2 separate regions of the Gossypium hirsutum genome follow, and region 2 is linked to region 1. A link is a contact called in public Hi-C data. All regions are on one chromosome and are shown on one strand. Each heading gives the region's core, a stretch centred on a gene start, on an enhancer-like site or on the middle of the called end of the contact. The rest is flanking DNA. Distances are from core to core; before and after follow the strand shown.

Evidence for each region. A called contact is a pair of places that touch in the nucleus more often than the background predicts.
Region 2: a Hi-C map of leaf shows a contact between it and region 1, with 1.9 times the contacts expected there. The contact joins the promoter of LOC107904840 here to the promoter of LOC107904829 in region 1. A contact is called at or near these places in 2 of 34 Hi-C or Micro-C datasets (leaf and petal).

What each region holds. Positions count from the first base shown.
Region 1 is chrD07:58,797,897-58,803,643 of Gossypium_hirsutum_v2.1, forward strand. It overlaps LOC107904829, which reads left to right and starts at 3,313. Exons shown (of 5, transcript XM_016831332.2): 1 at 3,313-4,002; 2 at 4,304-4,440; 3 at 4,566-4,667; 4 at 4,807-4,878. The coding sequence starts at 3,984. LOC121219606 (a long non-coding RNA gene) reads left to right here. Exons shown (of 2, transcript XR_005916467.1): 1 at 1-161; 2 at 452-668.
Region 2 is chrD07:58,932,826-58,938,572 of Gossypium_hirsutum_v2.1, forward strand. LOC107904840 reads right to left here and starts at 2,420. Exons shown (of 2, transcript XM_016831345.2): 1 at 2,095-2,420; 2 at 492-830. The coding sequence starts at 2,246. The coding sequence ends at 770.

The DNA of each region.
Region 1 (5,747 bases), core at 2,063-4,562:
CCCTTTTTATCATTTTTGCACCCATCTAGGCCCAAATATAGGCTAAAAATTTCCAAAATTAGCGAAAAAACTAGAAAAACCCCAGAAACCTTTCGACATCTAGTCGCCTGTCATTGGAGACGATCCTAGGCCTTCCTTTCGGCATTTCAGAAGCCAAAAAGGTAGTTTCCTTCTCTTCTTTATTTTTGTTTATTCATACATAAAATAAAAATATAAAACTAAATATAACAACAAAGAAACAAGTATCAACATTTTTTTTGACCGATTTATTCTTTGTATTGCGAAAGTAGAAGTCTTTTTTCTATTTGATTTTTTTTCGATCCCCTCTTATAGTATGTTAAAGGCCTTTTTATAGCCATTAATTAAAAACAAAGAAACAAATCATGCTTGATATCTTCTTGATCTGCAAATCCTTTGATTTAGTTTCCTTTTCTGTGCTTATTTCTTGCAGGTGAAGGTGCGGAGATCCGACTTGTACAAGCTAAGTGGTTGCAGCGCGAGGCTCCCTCAGAAACCCTAGGGTTTCTGAAATTGCCTTGGGCCTGGGTCTAATTTTGGGCCTCTGTTTGTTTCAGTTTGGGCCCTTATGGGCATGTTTGTAATTTGGGCCTTTTACCCGGGCCAAAATCGGGTGTTACACAAATATATATATTTCAATTTGTTTTAAATTTCACATACTATTAATATTATTTTAAATTTATATTTATTAGATTAGGATACATATCCATAATGTGGATAAAAGAAGATATACTAATTTTATAATAAAAAAATATAAAACTAAATTTGGTTTTAGTTGATATGATAAAGTCGAGCTAGTATGATGTTTTTTTGTTCAAATCTCATAATTCTCATCATGTGTATTTTTTTTTAGATTTATCAAAAAATAAAAAGACATAAATACCCTCAAAACAAATTTTTTTATTCCGTAAAAGCAATTAGTTTTTAAGTAATTTTATAATTGAGTTGAGATCAGGTTAATAGGCAACACCAATTCAGTCAAACACATTCTAAAATATAGATTACATACGCAAATAATTATATTTACCATATATAAATTAAAATAATTAAATTTATTTATTTTTAAATGTATCACTAAAATTTCATTTATACAATGGAATTAAAATCAAAATTTCATATAGAATTATGTCATATCAAAGTTCAATATCGTATTACGTATTAAACCAGAATCCATGTGTGTTTTTTAGAATTAATGTAAAGTTTGTCCATAACCATGATTTCCAATTTTTTAAATCTTAATTCTACTTTAGTCCTTAACCTTTCAATTGTTCCATTTGCATCCTCAAGGGTTTTGTTTTGATCCTTCCCTAATGGCCAAATCAAGACAATTAAGTCTAAAGATATGTTGGTGATAATACAAGGATTTAAGCTACATTTGAAAGATTAAAAAAACAGAAAGAAATCATAGGAAAATCTTAACCCATAAAGACATAATTAATTACAAGATCAAAATCTATATTTGGTAGATATGCCAAATGGAAATCAATTTCAAAGATGGAAGGTTGGATTAGTCAAACAATTTTTTTTTATAATAAAATTAGCCCATAAAATATATTAATTTATTTCTTATCTGTCACTCTCAAATGATGAAAAATATGGAAAACTAAATACCAATCTTTTGTGTACATGTGAAGAAACGAATGACATGATACATGGTGATTTTTTAATCATATTTCTTTGTTTTTGATTTAAAATAATAATATTAAAATTTACAGAGGAAAAAAGGGATAAAGCCACCAACCTCTTATTAATGATTGAAAATAAAAATTGGGCATGTGATTGTCGAGTTTAATTAATTAAATACCCCCGACTGTTGCATTTTATATGGAAAATGTTATTGAAAAGTCTTTTTTATTTTAAAATTTTAGGTGGCTATTAGAAAGTGATTTTAAAAAAATAAAATATTTATTTTAGAGCATTTACTCAAATACTTGATGTGTGTTGTTTTTGTGTGACATTTACTATTAATATTTCTAATGTTTACGAAAATTTTAATTGCTAACACTTCAGTAACAATTTGTAGCGCACAATAAAATTTCTTTTAATTTAATTTTAAAAATATTTTTCAACCATAAAAATCCACATTTAAGTCAACTTTTTTTTTTTAAGAATAAGATAGATTAAGAGTTCATTTTCTACACATAATCGATAAGATAATTAGAACTTAAATATTTACTATAAAATAATTCTTCCTTAGTGCATCGATACAAATTACTGATATTTGAGGTATGAAAATTAGCTGTGTAAGTACATTGTTAAACCTTTTCTTACAACATAATAACATATTAAGAAAGGTATTGCATCTTTTTTAATAACTTGTTAGATAATTTATGGAATTTGTTGCGTGGGATTAGCCCTTTTCTTTTATCATAGCCTTTGACAAATTCAATTAACAAATTCCAACTTGAACCTTCCATTTCTTTTTGTTAGGATCATCCCGATTAAGCAACGAATAAGTAAAAAATAATAGAAGAAATTGAGAAGTTGAACACACAAATTTAACGTGGAAAAACCTTTCCAAAGAGGATAAAAAACCACGGGCAAAAATAATTTTACTATAATGGCAAAAGAACGAAGAGTACAAAAGATGGAGATAAAAAACTAAACTCCGAAAACCCGAAAACAAAGAACCTCAAAATGTAAACACAAAATTCTCTAAATGTGTTATGAGTTCTAATCTAATGGGTGTATTTTTCTAATATTGTAAAAGAGCCTATTTATAGGCTAAATTAGTAAGTCAAATAAACTATGCTAATAAATGCTAAATATATTATACTAATAAATACTAAATCTTCTACAAAGAAAATATATTTTTGTTTAACTTGACTTGCAAGCAATCTCTTAGAATTTGGGTCACACAACTCTAACACTTTTGTTATTTGATAGCTTTCAAGAAATTTCATAAAGTAATTTTATATTTCGAAATTTTATTTTAAGTTGTGCTCTTCATTGTGATTACATGTTTCTGGGAAGCTATTCAATATTTGAGGTCTAATTGTGGGGCATATTAGATGGTTTAAAAACCTTATTTGATCGTGGTTTGGATAATGTGATGATTCAAATTGATAGTCTTGAAGTGGTGATGGCCATCCAAGAGAGTTTTACAGGAGGGACCAATTCGACTCTGATAAGGAGGATTCTTCAGCTGTTGTCTAAGATTTCTCACTGGAATATTTTTTTTGAAGCAAAGACTGGGGTTTTATTAATAAATAAACTGAAAACAGACAGCCCAAAAAGTGGCCCAAACAAAGAAACCAGAAAACAACAATAAAAACTTCTAAAAAAACTATCAGACTTCTGTCCTACAAAAGAAACATAAAATCAATAAAAGAAAATAAAGCAAATTAAAAAACCTAACCCAGTCAAATCAATGAGCAGCTGGCAACCAATAACGTCTGACGATTTGTTATTTCCAAAGCTCCTAACGTTTAATTAATAGCAGTCCCCTAGGCATTCAATCTTCACTCTGCTGTCTATTTCGGTCACATTTCCTCTGAAGCAGTTCCTCAATCTGGATTTCTTGACCGATATCCTACCGAAGCCAGATTCTGACTATCTAGTTCCTCACCCCTCAGGTAAATCGTCTCTCCTTTCTCGAATGCGATCTTTGCTATTCTGTGAGCATCTAAGTTTTCTGACCTGTTAATATACTGGAAAATAAGATCTTGAAAGTCAGATTTCTTCTGTTGAATATCTCTGATGATGACTCCAATAACTGATTTGTCTGTGGAAGTCTCTTGACATTTCTTTATTACAGTTTTTGAATCCCCCATAAGTTTCACTGAATGGATTCGTAATGAAATCCCTAACTTTACTCCTTCTAAACATGCATGAGCCTCTGCTGCGAAAGGAGAAGAAACATTTCTGTGAATAACTATTTTTAACGCTATTAAGACTCCCCTCGAGTCCCAACCTACAAGGCCGGACACTGAACTGGAGGTATTACTGTCGTACGCTGCATCAAAATGGATCCTGGCTGTCGGTGTAAGCTCTTGTACTCTATAGCTTCTGCATGTGACCTCATTAGTTTTTAAGACTTTTAATCCTTTCTGTTCTAACTCATATCTTTGTATGTTAAGTACTAAGGCCCTTCCTGGAATGATATTTCTCTCATGAATAAGTTGATTTCTAGAAAACCATATCCACCATAGCGCATAGCAAAAGGAAAAGCATTGGTCATTGTTTCCCCTCTTGAAAACCCAGGTTAACCACTCCCACATAGTATGGCTCCTATTGTTCATAACCCATGCGAAATTTAACAAATGCCAAACTTCTGCTGTTATAGGGCAATCTCGAAAGATGTGGAGGCTGTCTTCGACCTCAGAGCTGCACCGGGGACATCTGTCGTTTGAAACCACTCTCCTTATACTGAGATTAACAAAGTTTGGAATAAAGTCCCAAGAGATCCGCCAGATTGTAAACGTAATTTTAGATGGTAGCTGAAGGCTCCATAGTTTTTTTATAAAAATCCTTTGTTTCGGTTTGTAATAAATAGTCACTAGGATCCATATTTGCATTTTGTAATAGTTTATAGGCACTACGAACAGGGAACTCACCAGATAATTCCCCTTTCCAAGCCTGAAAATCATCATGCGCAAATCTCTGCAAGAGGAATTTCAAGGATTTTCCGAACTATGTCCTCAGGAAAGGTATTCTGAATTAACTCCAAGTTCCATTTTCTGTTTGAATGATCAAGAAGATCCGCAACTAACTTAATTTCCCTCCTGGTTGTTCTGTTGTTTACGTCGATTTTGTCAAACCCCTGAATCCAACAATCGTCCCAAACAGAGATGCTATCTCCTCTGCCCACTCTCCATCCCTTTTTGGAGTAGACCTTTAGCAGCCCAAATGCTCTTCCAGGTAAAAGAAGGTAAATTTCCCAGCTTCGCTGTTAAGAAACTAGAATCCATATAATACTTTGCTTTTAAAGTTCTGGCTAAAAGCGAATTTGGAAAATTAATGAGACGCCAACCTTGTTTCGCTAATAATGCAATATTGAACTGACCGAAATTGCGAAACCCAATTCCACCATTTTCTTTCAAAAAACAAAGATTCTTCCAAGTGCACCAATGGATTCCTATTTTTCCCTTCCCTTTCTGCCACCAAAATTTGGCAACAATATGTTCCAGTTCATCACAAAGTGTTCTAGGAAATAAGAAGCATGCCATCGAATAGGTAGGGGTAGCCTGTAAAATGACTTTAAAAACTTCTTTACCTCATTGTGAAAGAAATCTAATACTCCAATTATCAATGCATTTTTTAAACCTATCCTTCAGATTTTGGAAAGCTTCCCTCTTTCTTCGACCCACCATATTAGGCAATCCTAGATATCTCTCTGGTTCATTCGACCTTCAAACCCCCAGCGAGTTAACTTGTCTTCTATCCTATTCGGAAGTATTTTTGCTAAAGTAAACAGATGATTTTTTCAAAATTTACACTGTCCCGATTGAGATTTATATTCATCCAAAATGCCCTTGAAGATACTTGCACCTCTGCTTGTTGCTTCACCAAACAAAACACAATCATCAGCGAATAAAAGATGAAAAATTTGTGGCCCACTTCTACTAACCTTTACGCCATTTAACGTGCCTCTTTTTACTACCTGTCTCAATAAGCTCGATAAACCTTCGCCACAAAAGAGAAATAAAAATGGACTAAGTGGGCCGCCTTGTCTCAATCCTCTATTAGGTGAAAATGTGTCCCCTTTATGTCCATTAATAACAACTGAG
Region 2 (5,747 bases), core at 1,170-3,669, 130 kb after region 1:
AATAACCTAAACTGATATGAATCAATCCATATTTTAATAACAGACCAATCAAATAAAAAATGTCCAATTTTAAAAACCATGCTGAGATAGTCTATGAATACTTGGATCTCCTTTAGCTTGCATCAGAAATGAAGAAAATGTCTTCCAAAAGCAACCATGAAAGTTTCAATCAGGTAACTCCCTCATTTGTGTCTGATTTGCCAATTTCCTTACTTCATTAGAAGGTGCTACAGCTAAACTTAAGATACAAACCGTACGAAAGCCGACCATGGAAAATCTTTTTATCAACACAAGACTATGAGACAAGATGATCCATTGAGCCGTATTGTGTGCTTTTCTCTTCTCTCACAACTTATCTCAATGCAGTCAAATACAATCCATTCAATTGCATAGACCTCTATTTCTCATTGTAATTCAAATTTGATCCTTGAAACTTGGCCTCATCACTTGCCAGACAACCAAACCCGGATCAGATAAAAATGCACCTAAACTTAAAATGATGACTGTCTTCTTCGAGCAGCAATAGTTTTACTCTTTTGTTACAGTATTACATACTAATCAAACAAAACCGACATTTGTAAGTATCAACTCTCAAGTAAAGAAGTCTGTCTATAAACAAACCGAAAGAAAAGTGAGACGACTACATTAAGCTGTTTTGAAGTGAAGATATACCCAGACATTAATCAAGATTTATTCTAAATAAAAACCCAGATATTCAAAATTGTAAACTGTATATCATCATAAATAACCCAAACTCTCTATAAAGAAACTAGTCCTTCTTAGGAGGAACCTTGGACTCCAATTCCTTGGGCTTTGCCTTCTCCGCTGCCCTGGAAGACAACCAGCATAAAAATAACACGAGCAGTATAAACAAGTGGGAAGCATAATAGAGATGAGAATAAGTTTCCAGGTTAAGTGATTCATGGACAATCATATTGTTTGAAAAACTCACTCCCATAACTAGATTTAAGGATGATAGGTAATGTTCTTAGAACCACGCAGTTACATACTTGCTCGACAAATTTAATCATGAAAAGATAACAGGTATGTGCCAGTAAGTTAAGCTACGAGTTTCCATCCATGTGCACATATAAACACTCGTATAAGCAGAACTTGGTCTTATGCAATTTAGTTCAGCATATCCAGAGATAAAACGTGCAGTGCATCTTAACTTTGAAAATACGAAGAAAACCCAAGTGAAACAAAAGCAGAAGAAACTCAATAGCAGAGTTCTAAAGATATTATGAATTTCAAAGACCCCTCAGCCAATCTGGCAATATGATTACTGTTGAGGGGAGGATGGACTCACTCTTTGGAGAAGTCTTCAAAGTGCTCCCGACGGACCGCTCAATGGTGGAAGTATGCCCGGGGTGTCTATGCACAGTTTTATCCCCAAGTTTTGTCTAGCAACTCCGCAGAGAGCCCGAATGGGTTCGTGGAGTGGGAGCACCTCGCCCTCAAAGAAATGCAAGCATTTGACCTTGGCGGGTTTCAACCCATGCCCTTATATGGCATTAGTGGGTAAGAATGGTTCCACTCACATTTCATTGGTGAGCAAGGTGCTCTTACCCCGTGAACCCATTGGGGCTCTCCATAGAGTTGAGAGACAAAACCTGGGGATAAAACCAAGCATAGACACCCTGGACACAATACCCCACCATTGAGAGGTCTGTCGGCTCCTGAAGGACAACACTTCAAAACTTTTCCAAATAGCGAGTCCAACCTCCCTCAACAGTTACAATTCTAAGTGTTTCTTTCCCATGCTATATCATCTGCAATACACATAAGGAGAAAAAAAAATCACAGTTCCAATATCATATCACTTTTATATCTTATTATTTTCCTAGCAACATCAAGGATCTAATTCTTTATAAAGAGAAACCTTCAAATTGACTCACTTTTGGGAGCTTAAAAACCAATAATTCCAGAGACCCATAAATATTCTAATAAAAAGCTTCTTTCTTATAATCATCCAACATTCAACAGTACAAAACCCCATACTTCATACTGATTCCACAAGAAAACCTACTGTGAGCTTTAAAAAGAAGTTAATTGAAAAACAAAACAAATAAGTGAAGTCGAGATAACGCTTACTTGGAAGCAGCAGAAGATTCTTCTTCAAGCCAGTTCCTTATATGTTTAACGTTGCGCCTAAAGATCGCAGCCGATTGTTTAACGTCGCTTCGCAATAAAAGAACCACCGCGCTAACACCTGCTACTGTTAATATGAAGTTGGTTAATGCCATTTTCAAACTCAAACTTCGTTTTACAGCGAAAAAATTCGACTTTAACTTCGAAGACCAACAATGGAAGAGCTAGTTAAGTGAATTCAGTTGAAAGGGTTTTAAATTGGGGATTCCCTTTTTTCCTCTTACAATCAGGGATTCGAGTAAGCGGGCTCTATTAATCTTTTGAATCTCAGCCCATATTATTACTTTATTGGGCTTTAAGCCTTTGTAGAATTTCAGATCCATTATGTTTACTTGAAAATTTCTAAAAATTCAGTCCCTCTATTTCTTGAATTTACAAATTTGGGTCCAATTATTATTATTTATTTCTCAAGATATCTACCGGAGCGAGCCAGTAAGTTATCCTCCGCATTCTGTAAACTCATTAAGGGGTAGATGTTGGTCACAAGTTTTAAAGTCGCTCCATATATATTAAGGGTCCAATTATTAACACCATTAAAATCATTCTATTAATTTTGTTGGTGTAACATTTTAAAATTTTAAAAAGTACTCATTTGGCAACCATGTAAACAATAAAATGATGTTATAATGGACATGAATTTCATAGAAAACTTTTAACAATATTAACAATTGGACTTACATTTTTTAATCTGAAAAACAGAACGATTAAGTTCCTAAAAATAAAAAGTAAGAAATATAAATTTCAAATGTATAGAGTATAAGAATAGGACAAAATAACTTCGAATGTTATATTCAATTTTTATCCAAAATTATTCAAAATAATATAAGTATTACAGTAATAAGATTAAAATTATAAAATAAATAAATTTTATAAAATATATACCCAATTTTTATTAACATAGAAAATAGTTTTACAATATAAATTAAGCATTTCTAAATTCTGCACTAGAAATTTTGTATTTAAATCACTTTTAATTTTTTAATTTATCAAACAACATTTTTCTTAGGGAACTTTTAATCCAATTTTATTTTATCCTTTCCTATTGTAAGAATATTAACTTTTTTATGTAATCACAGATAATGTTACGGTGAGAACTAAGTGATTACAAGTTTTTAATGTTTTTCAGTCTTAATTACCGAACCTGTAGAAATTTAGAGTCTTAATTAATGGTTGTAAATTTTTGAAATCTCAATTTTAAAATATATCCTTTCATTGGATTCATCGAAGTGCTATTTGGTCGCTCATCAACTCACTCGAGTAGTCTTATTTTATTTAAACCCTCTCTGATGTCTTTCCTCCTTATTTATTAGATTCTTGTACGAGTACAAAGAGAGATCTTAAGATTGAGCCTATGAAATGAACATTAAAATTTACCCGCATTTCAGTGTTAAAAAAGAGTTGCGGATAATTATTTCTTTTTCAGAAAAATAACTCATTTTCATTATATTTCCATTCCAATTTAATCTTTTCTAGTTGAATCCTCAGAAAAGTTGAAAGCTGATATATGCACGGTGCTCACCTTATCTGCCATCTACTACACTACATCATTTGAATGGTAATTCAACCAGATTGAAGGGAGACCGAAAATAGGTATAAGATATTGGTGATAATATCAGATATGGCGAGTCAAGGTGATATTGGCACGGCTCAATCAGACTAAACGACTCAGCCACCGAGAGATTTGATCTGACTGAACCGTGCCAACATAAAAATCTCAACTCAATATCAAGCAGATGAACCACAAATACACAGTCCCGCCATTGAAGCAGAAAATAAAAATGAAGCCATATATCAGAAAATGGTATATTACTATAAGAAAATATAGAATGGTTAGGATTTCCAAACCTTAACTTGATATAGGAAAAAAGTACTGAGCTGTTTGCAAAGAGAAAGTATAATTTTTTCTTCTATTACACCTAATTTGCTAAAAGGACATAACTGAAGGACCCTCATCGTTTATCAAAGCATGCATCATCATTGCTGATGATCTTGGTAAATTAGGAAACAAAAGCTATTAACCTTGCAAGTTTCAGGCAGAAATTTAGCTTCTCTTTTCGATATAATCAACCATATTTTCTGTTCCAAGATCTCTAGTTTTACTGATACAGGAAATCTAAGCATGGCCAAGAAAGAGAACTTAGCTGCTTTTTCTTTGCCATATAATGATATGAAAAAGCCATTTGTTTCACCAATCGTCACAGAATCTAACCTAACTAATTTATCTATCTCATTTTTGGATTCTTCACTAAAAATTAAATTGAAATAATTTGTAAATGTCCTCATATATGAAAATATCAGCCATTCAAGGGCCTGCTCTACAACCTGCATCATCCGTAAGGCCCCTTGGGCAATGTTCCGGATTTGTCGTAAACGTTCCGTTGGGGGCCCTTGAAATTCCATGCAATTGTCCGAATCGAGTTTCGCCCATTCCATTCCCCTTGCGCTAGAAATTTGTACGCATCCGACATCGAGAATTAACCGGTTTTAGACCATTTCCATATACAAACGTCAAGGCCAGCAAGATTATTCAGTAGCTGATCCGCTAAGAGCCGCCACTTCCAATTACCCCTTTCATCAATCCTATCGTTCACTAAGCCATCATTTTCTACTTGTGAGTGACCACGACCAGTGATCCTTTGAAGGGCCTAAATCAGCCACCCATGAGTCCAGCCAGAATCTTTATTACCATCTCCAATTCACCATTTTGTACTTTCTCGTAGAAGACCCTATACCTTGGCTAATGATTTTCGCACAACTTAGATTGTGTTCATTGGCTCTGCCCACAATCAATGGGTTAAAACTGTAGAGTTTAATATGATTCTGGTAAAGTTTCGTTCTTGCATTTGAACACTCCATTCTGTTAAAGGAGTCTTAGGGGCAAAAAATTAATGTGCAATTCTTGCTTGATCACAAAAGTTGGCAAAATCACCATTTTCAAATTCGTTACCATGATCACTTCTAATTCTCAATACTTGATGAGACCTTGATGTTGCTCAACATTTCTACTTTGTCTAAACAATTTTTAGCATCTAGGCCTAGTATAACCTGGGATTCCACAGTGATTATATATTGGCCTCTTTTTTTTTTCCCTTCTTCTCTATTTCGGGAGGTGCAGCGGTCTACTTCGCTTTGGTAAGGGCAGTGGTTGAGGAAGAAGCTTTTCCAGTATGACCCAAACCTCTATGAATTTGTCTGCAGCAAGAATGTAACTTTTTTTTGGCTTACGAAAGCATCCATCGGAGCTAGTCCCTCTGTGCTCTCTAAGCAAGAATGTAATTTTAAGTACCAATATTTCAAGTTTCTCACTTCTTGACCCTAAAATCTTTAATATGTTCTAAGAAGGTAATTTTAAGAAACGATTTGATATATATGCTCTATGAATGTTGTTAAAATTAAGTGACTCAAATCCTTATTTAAATAAAATACATTAGTAAAATAAAATAAAAGTAAAATCCATATAAAACTACACTTCTTTTATTTTATTTTAGAATAAAGTTTTTTAAACCTTATTCAGCTCCATCTATTTTATATTGGTTAGAATAAGGTGTTTCAATCTTACTACACTCCTATTAGAATATGGTTTTACAAGCCTATAA